Linked DNA regions of Zea mays: region 1 is linked to region 2. Evidence: chromatin contacts called from public Hi-C data. All regions are on one chromosome and are shown on one strand. Each heading gives the region's core, a stretch centred on a gene start, on an enhancer-like site or on the middle of the called end of the contact. The rest is flanking DNA. Distances are from core to core; before and after follow the strand shown. Region 1 holds the start of LOC100273398 (glycine/proline-rich family protein). Region 2 has its middle 43 kb from the start of LOC103630966.

Region 1 (4,473 bases), core at 756-3,255, 310 kb after region 2:
AGGCAGCTTTTAGCTAATACATGTACAACTTTCATAACAGACTTCCACTTCTTTCATTGACTGTGAAGTTGGGAAAATACGTAAAATTACTCACGACAACGATTAATGTGCAATCAGGCCTCATGTGCAAGCGAAATGTGCAATCAGGCCTCATGTGCAAGCGTGCAAGCGTGCAAGTAAGACCTAATTGCACAGTAGTCGTTGCCATTACTCACTGCCAATAGTTATGAAGATAATGATTCATTTTACCTACACACATCTATTCTTCATGCAACCAAGCTCCTCGTCTAGCGCTCCACCACCTCGGTTGGTCGCCAAGGGCGAGCATGACCTCTGCCACAGCAGGCGAGCTTGGGTCCACCATCGCGAGAAAGCACGACCTTGGTCAAGGATCCATCCGGAGGAAGAAGACAAGACAGACAGGGTCCACTTGTCACTGAGTGAAGCTAACGGCAGTTTTTTAGAAGCCACAACTATTGAACCAAACGATTCTTAACTTTCGCACATTCCATAACCCACGGCTACTTTTCCACCCGTGGAAGAGTGGAAGACCCAGAAATCTTCAAAAGCCTAAGAAAATATAATACTCATACTATAAAGATATCGTCTTGCCCAGTTTTTGCCTATGTTTAGTTGCATTTTATTGCTTGGTACACATATATAAGTCTATTTGCACTAATGGATGAGCCTAGGCAAGTGCCCACGCTCGCTAGGCCATGAGTCCGCCCTTGTTTTCCACAATCCACAACTCACAACAACCTTTTCAAAATCCACAAGACCCTTAGGCTATTCTCATTGGTTCTCAGTGGGTAGGTATCATATTTGTATTTCTAAGATGCCATGTAAACAAGAAAGGAATGAAATCTTTGTTAAAATAGTCTCTCGCAATAGAGAGTTTCTTTCCGTGCGATTTCATATATAGACAATATGTCTAGATAATAGTGTAGACATAGCTTCATCACATGAAACTCATTTCATCTCTTTCTTCATTAATTGTTTTACCACATCATCTAGATCACTGATATGCCACATCATTCAATGAGAATGAAAAAAGTTATGTGATGTAGGCAGTTGGAATGATATGCAGTAGGAAACTGAAAAGATACCCGTATAACGGTGGAGGATCATTCCAATTTCCTACTGCACATCACTTGAACATGCTAGCATCGGCCATACGTATAACTGATTGCATATGTTATACTCCTCTCCTTGTTATCATATATAATAAATAGTTCACCCTAACCGCTACACTTCTCTCCCCACCCCCCCACCCGGCCACCCCCCACAAAAAAAAGGTAGGGTCTACTGGCCACCCAAATTACAGCGATAAAACATTTTAATTTACAATTAATCATCCACCCTAATCATTGCTTGACCCCATAAAAATCCTGTACGCACGGTAAATTTCCCCTCCACCATCACACAGTCGATCAAACAGGGGAGCGTTAATTCGGAACATCCTCACAAGTGCAGCCACGAACTTCAGACCGGCAGATCACACACCATCCACAGAACTCTACTACGTGGTGACGAGCAAAAACCAACGATCTACACGCACCGGACCGGATGCACCCCTAAACCCGTGGAACCAAAAACAATAAATCTAACCGAATTATGCGAAGGTATTTATATAGATACTAGAGAGACAACAAAGGTGGGAGTATAGTATAGATGACCAACGTGGGAGGAGAGTTGAGCATACCGAACGACGAGCCGACGACGCGAACTCCGGCGCCCAGAAGCAGAACAGGTATGCAGCCGATCTCGGGCGGCGATGTTCCTGTGGGCGGCGGGTGCTGGTTTGGCCGTTCTCCTTCCCCCAGGCTGGCGGCTATATAGCCGAGGAGACGGCGACAAGGAAGGAGCCAGGATGGTGGCCGGAGGAGCAAACGCGTGGCGCCGAGTCAGGCCGCCATGCGGGCTCGGGGCGCGTTACGGTTGCTGCGACCTGCGACTTGCGCGTCGCGAGCGCGTGCCGGCGACCGGCGTGCGTGGGAGGGGAAGGGGAGGAAAGGAAGAAAGCAACGCGACGAAGAACCGAACCGAGCCCCACATCACCAGCCGGGCCTACAGCGCAGTGACCCGGATCGAAACATGTAATTCTTGTGCCATTTATTGTCTTAGGAGAAAACATATTTATGCTTCATCACAATATCAATATGGGAAGCGATTTTACGAAAATACTTCTGCCCTCAAAGTCACACCTCACAGCAGTGCGGCCAACGGCCGCATCTGTTCGGCTGCATAGCTGCGATTTATGGACTGTGGAAGAGCTACGACATGTGAAAAAACTGATGCGGGCTGTTAAAAAGCTAAAATCGTTTGGTGGAAACCATTAAAAATCGTTAAATGTTTTTTGATATATATTTCACGGTTCCATCCAAAAGCCACTAAAATCAGGTCTATAGGTGCTTTAAATTTTGCACTACGAGAAAGTCAGCTTTTAAAAAAAAACTCTTTATTGTATTCAATCCTTTGGTTTGACTTTTAGCTTTTAGGGAGCAAAAACCAAAATTAAAAGCTAAACCAAACATACCCTTAGACTACTATAATTGTAATTGATAAAGACAAAATATTGTAGTAACCACAGCGAACATGGCTCCCATGAATTTCATGCGCGATGCAGCTTTCGTTCTCTATAAATTATTGATTGGTTTGTATTATGATAGGATAGAGCTATTTTGTCCTCAATTTAGTATTGTTTGAATTGATTATATATGAAACTTAAAAAATAAAAATTATGCTTAAATATTGAACCATCTTTTCAAAATATCCTGGACAGAACCACTCCAATTGACTCTGAAACCAAATGCTACCTAAACTATGCTCATACTCACTACCTAAACTATGCTCATACCCACTCCATGATTTCATTATAAGAACAGAATTTAGAGAACCAAACTCTACCTAAACTATGCTCATACCCACTGCATGATTTTCATTATAAGAACAGAATTTAGAGACATGACTCGATCTACTATTTCAGCCTCAGAGCCTCAGGCAAGCAGGGAAACGGTTGATGTCATCAGATCAACACGTCTTTTCAGACACCAGCAACAACGTACCGAAATCGATTGGTCAGATAAAGCCACGATTTATTACTGGCAATGGATATAATCTTCAGAGCGCTCCATCCACAAGACCAACATATACAGCATATCAGCAAATGGTTATTTATGTCACTTATTAGCATTATGTCACTCGCCACAAGCTGGATTACTGGAAATACAGATGAAGGATGAGTAACGCTGAAAAGGTATTACTGGCAACACATGTCCTGGAAGCCTGAGTTCAGCTACGATCAACCATGGAGGGCACATCACTTCCACTTCTTGAACTTGCCGCCGCCGAACATGCCGTGCCCGTGCTTGCCATGCTTGAACTTGCCGTGCCCGTGCTTGAACTTGCCGTGGTGGCCGTGACCATGCTTGAACTTGCCGTGGCCACCATACCCGTGGCCGTAACCACCGTGACCATAGCCTCCAAAGGCCCCATGTCCACCGTGTCCGCTATGGCCATGAGAAAGCTTGTGTGCTCCATAAGCGGCAGCGGCCGCGGCAGCACCTCCCGCTAGCATTGCCCCCGTCCCCATGTGGCCCCCGTGGCCCCCGCCGTGGCTGCTCCCATAACCTGGAATCACAAGAAGCATCAGTTAGCATGGAATGAGCTTCAATATTTTACTGGATCAACAGAACAGAAATACCAATTTCCAACATTACAGCTACAGAATGTATATGTAAATGTTGGTTTAGTACAATTCTAAATCTGGACAATAAAATGTAATATATAAGCAATATAACAAAGCAAGCAAGCCAAAACAATCTCAAACTACGTACTATATAAACTGTTGTATTATTATTACTTACAAATACGAGTATTTGCTGGAGTTAGACAAATTAGCTATTCTCATAGCCATTTCTTTTGTGAAAGGAAAGCTCTACTAGATATTATCATGGTGAAGGCTCCATGATTTCCAAGGTAAAGCACATAACCGCAGAGTAATTCATACCATGTTGAGTCAGTACCAATGCAACCGCTAGCTATTCTAATATCACTCTACGTTACAAACTAAGCAGAGTAAGTCATACCATGTTGTGTCAGTACCGATGCAACTGCTAGCTATTCTGATCTCACTCCAAGTTACAAACTAAGTATAGAACTGATGAAGAGGAGATCATACCCTGGTGAGATGAGCCGGGGTAGCCTGCAGGAGGATATCCACCTTGAGGTGGGTAGCCACCTGGCTGAGGGTACCCATATTGTGGTGGGTATGCCCCAGGTGGAGGAGGATATGCCCCTGGAGGAGGAGGATACGCCCCTGGGGGAGGCGGGTATGCTCCTGGTTGCGGTGGGTAGCCCTGCGGAGGGTATCCCTGGTGGGGGTACCCATGACCACCGGCAACGCCGTGCATCATGTTCGAGAAGAGCCCCTTGTCGCTCTCGTCATGCTTGTCTTTCCCTCCTCCCATTGAC
Region 2 (4,520 bases), core at 220-2,719:
TGGGTTAATGCTAAAACTTGGCTTTCTACTAGTAAGTAATAATCTGACCAACTAAAAGCAACTGCTTGACTTATCCCCACATACAGCTAGTCCACTACAGCCAAACAGGATACTTGCTGAGTATATTAATGTGTACTCACCCTTGCTCTACACACCAAACCCCCCCCATCCCCAGGTTGTCAGCATTGCAACCACTGCTCAGGCGAAGATGAAGCTGTGGAAGGAGACTTCCAGGAGTTCCAAGACTACGACGAGTTCTAGGTGTGGGTTAGCGGCAACCCCCAGTCGGCTGCCTATGAAGGCCGCGGTTATCTACGTTTCTTTTCCGCACTTTGATTTATTGTAAGGACTATATGGACGTCTCAGACGTATGATGTAATCGACTATTTCCCTTCTTAATACTATTTTGAGCACTGTGATGATGTCCATGTTATGTAACTGCTGTGTACGTGAATAACTGATCCTGGCACGTACATGGTTCGCATTCGGTTTGCCTTCTAAAACCGGGTGTGACAGTAACATGGCCACAATTATCCTCCGGGTTGTTATGGCGGCGAATACGGTGAGGTTGTTACGCGCGAGGGAGATGAGTCTGGTGAGGGGGCCCCATGTGTAGGTGATACGGCCATGCACACGCCACGGGGAGTCCGAACGGTGGTCCTCACGTGTCATCGAGTGAATCTTGCGGGAGCACTGCGACTGACAAGAGGACGGTCTGTCCGCAAGGGCCCACATATCAGCGAGCAAGGGAGGATACACGAGCGCGGAGCGTGGCTGGCGTGCGGGCCAAACGTGTCAGAGCCAGGACGCGCGTGAGGTGGAGTTGGGCCGCGGTGGCCTAAGAGCGGGGGGAGGGGGGCTAGGCCAGAGATGAGCCAACTTGGCATAAGCGATTTGTTTTTTTCATTTCTTTTTTGCTTTCTTTTATATTTCCCTTTCATAATCAAAATTCAGATTTCTATTTTGAATTTTAATTCCAGTTTGGGTTCAAAGTTCACTTAACACCTAAAATCATGTTTTGGTAGTTTAGAAAATTCTGCGAAGAAAGGATTTGGATTAGAAGAGAAAACATGGGAATAAATAAGAGATATTTACACAAATAAAATTATTTTGTTATTCACTAAGATATTTAAGATGATATATTAGATATAGTTTTCTTAAAATAGTATTTTTGTGAATACTAATTTCATATTAAAAACAGTTGTTAAGAGAAGGAAAATAATAAGATAACAAATAAATAAAGAAAAAACTTTGCATTGGCATGCTGGAGATTTTGATTGTGCATTGAGTTTAAAATTGGAACTAGAACTAATGTTTAAATTTGGAATTGAAATAGAATAGAAACCAGAAAATAAAATAAAAAAGAAAAGAAAATGTGGGCCAAATTTCTCCACGCCTCGGCCCACCCTTCCTTTTCCACGCCGGATCGACTGCGCGTGTGTTCCCCTCCCCCACAGAGACTGACCGGATGACCCCACTATCCAGGACACCGTCCCACCCGCGTTCGGTCACTGACCCTTGGGCCCTAATCGTAAGATCTATCTCCTTCCTTCCGCTTGGACGACTCGGAATCATGGTCATCGCCAGGTTCCATGGCTAGTGACCCGGTCCCACCAGCCTGGGTCATTCGATTCGAAAACATCGTCGCCATATGGGGGAATATCACTAGGGGCTTTATCCCGCGCGCGCATGTATTTTATAGCTCGGAATTGTTACGTCCCGTAGCCATCGCCGAGATCGTTGGGATCGGGTGGGGGTTGTTAGGATCCTCCTGCGGGTATAAAGGCCGCATACCACACACGCCTCACCGTACCTCGTGGTCATAGCTCACTCGGGGATCCCAGTCGCCGAGCAGAACACATGGTGGGAAGGGCAGAAATCCGCCGACGGGGCGCCCGCCTACAACGACGCTCGGGGTACAATAGTTGGTCATGGGCGATCGTCGGGGCATGTTGAAGCTCGTCGTAGCAACACCTGGGCGGAATTGTACTCCGACTCACCTAAATCGCTCACCGGACCTCTTCCTTCAATGTCGTCCGCTTCCTACCGTGGCCGAGCTCCTTCGACACCTTCTCCACCGGTGAGTAACTTCGAATAAGTTCGCTAGCTGCTCCTCTACATGTTGCACCGCTTTAATTAGATGATAGTGCTTCGAGCGCCTAGAACGCTTTGCGCTGGTGCGTCGTCGCCATGGCCCTGTTGCACCGTCGTGGGCTGGCGTTGCGTTGGGGGAGAAACGGCCTTAGCCGTTGGATCCATCTCGGACGGCGAAGATTTGATCGGCGAAACAGTTTGGCTAGGGGAAAACATGTCCATTGGATTTCAGATGGAGGGTCAGATTAGAATATGAAATAACGTTTCAGCTGGGGATGCGTGGACCGTATGATCTTGATCCGACGGTTAAGCTAACGAACTGGTTGGGCCCTATGGGAGATTTAATCTGGGTCGTTGATCGACGTGGGTGCGAGCGAGATTTAATGATGATGACTTAAGATCTGGGCCATGGGATTTGGATCCGAGGGGCATCATCGCGTACCCGTTCGGATTTATGGAGTTATGATCTTGGCCGTCGATCTGATCTGGGCGGTTCATATTGACCGATACCCGCCAGGCAACTTTGCATATGAGCCCATGGGCTTCCATAGAACCAACCCACGATCCACGGTAGTGCCCGGAACATTACAGCCAGGTCCTAAAATTTACAAAGTAGACCCTAGATTGCAAAGAAATTGTGGTCACTGTCCATAAATTCCTAGGTATTGATAAAATTACTTCGAAAATGATTTTTAATGAAATAGTAATTCTAAAAACCTTAGGAAATGCATAACTAATTCACTTTAGCTCCTTTTTGACCCATTTAAGTTGTGTTAGTTTCATGATAAATTTTTTTGCGCAGTAGCGAACATTATTTTGTTATATCACATACCTTTATAATTAAGTATAGTAAATTAACCTTTATAATCCAAGGTAATCTGTCCACGATTATAAACTGATTAAAGTATGACCTTAATCAAGTTTTGATTTAGATTAAGGCTGAATTAGTTATTTCTTTAACCTCTCTCACATAATTTATAATAACAGTTTATTGCTTAATCACCTAAAACACTTGAAAACCATATCTTTTTTTACTATAACTCTGAATTTAGTCGTTCTCGAACCTATGATTTTGTAGCGACGCATAGAATATTATCACACAGTTGTCTTCTCATGTTTGGTGTATTGTTATGTTTATGTACTCCTTGTCTATCTGTATGTATTGCTACGAGTAGCAGTAGCTTTTTGGTGGAGAGTGGAGACAAGAGTGCTGCGCGGGTGATGTGCCACACACCACTTTTGTGCATCTCGAGTTTCCACGACATTATGATTTTATTTTTTAAAACGGCTGAAACAAAAAATAAAAGGTGTTCTCTTATTAACAATGTTTTCTTTACCTTAATAGAGAACATCTATTATATACTCTAAAGGTCTAGCTTAAAATTCAAATAAAGAATCCTGCAAATAATTAGGTTAAATACATAATAATGAATCATTTGTAGTACAATAGTATTTAGGGATGTGCTATTTCTTCTTTACATGCGTATATCGTCTGCTTATACTCTAAAGGTCTTTCTATCTAGTTAAAATTCAAATAAAGAATCCTACAAATAATTAGGTTAAATACATAATAATGACTCATATGTAGTCGGATAGTATTTATGGATGTGCTATTTCTTCTACATATGCGCGTGCCATCTGATTTATAGGTGTGTATCAGTGACCATTTCTCCATTTATGTGCATTTACTAATGTGGCTAAATTTACTTCAATGCTAACTCTCCCTTTCCTCCTACTTTCGCTTTCCTTACATTTTAGCAACATAAATTCAAAAAACCATGACATATAAATAAAGGGGTTAAAGAACAATATCTATGCAATGTCTAATACTCCCTATGTCCTAAATTAAATTGTCTTAGTCTTTCAATGGATTCATACAATAATTAATGGATGTGTTTCGTATATATCTCTAAATTCATCATCAACCATTTGAATACAAGCATCAAAATAAAGAGCTAAAATGAATGAAACTTTAGGACGGAGGGAGAATCATTTTACCACGTACTAAACACTCTTATACCCTATTAGAGAACATCTACTATCTTCTAAATATCTTTCTGTCTACCATAAAATTTAAATAAATAATCATACAAATAATTAGGTTAAATACACAACAATGACTCATATATATGTAATCGGATAGTATTTAGGGTGTGTTTCTTTTTTTTTTCACGCGCGTGCATTTTAAGGATTGATTTGGTGACAAGGGATTACGGGAGATTGTAGGAGATTAAGAGGGAAATGAAATAATTTCTCGCTCGATCCACTCCAATCTCCATGATCTCTGAACACCAAATCAGCCCTAACTAGTAAGACATAAAAATAGAGATAGGGAATGATCTTTCTAAATATTTTTTTTCAAAACAGCCCTTTTATCTCCATGAATATTTTTAAAAAGACCATTACACCTCTACAATTGTGTCTTG

What was found. Hi-C and Micro-C count contacts between places; a contact is called where the count stands out from the background.
Region 1: a Hi-C map of bundle sheath shows a contact between it and region 2, with 4 times the contacts expected there. The contact joins the promoter of LOC100273398 here to the enhancer-like site in region 2. A contact is called at or near these places in 4 of 25 Hi-C or Micro-C datasets (bundle sheath, endosperm, leaf and 1 more).

Annotation. Positions count from the first base shown.
Region 1 is chr6:38,069,126-38,073,598 of Zm-B73-REFERENCE-NAM-5.0, forward strand. It overlaps LOC100273398 (glycine/proline-rich family protein), which reads right to left and starts at 2,006. Exons shown (of 3, transcript NM_001147835.1): 1 at 1,703-2,006. It overlaps LOC100283877 (glycine-rich protein A3), which reads right to left. Exons shown (of 3, transcript NM_001156775.3): 2 at 4,181-4,473; 3 at 3,079-3,630. The coding sequence starts at 4,469. The coding sequence ends at 3,320.
Region 2 is chr6:37,758,637-37,763,156 of Zm-B73-REFERENCE-NAM-5.0, forward strand. No RefSeq gene overlaps it. Among protein-coding and RNA genes, the nearest start is that of LOC103630966, 43 kb to the right of the region's middle. Within about 2 kb of position 1,470, at least 17 of the 20 cell types and tissues checked have an H3K27ac peak or open chromatin away from gene starts, as enhancers often do. A contact at or near this core is called in bundle sheath, leaf and tassel, where this site is marked.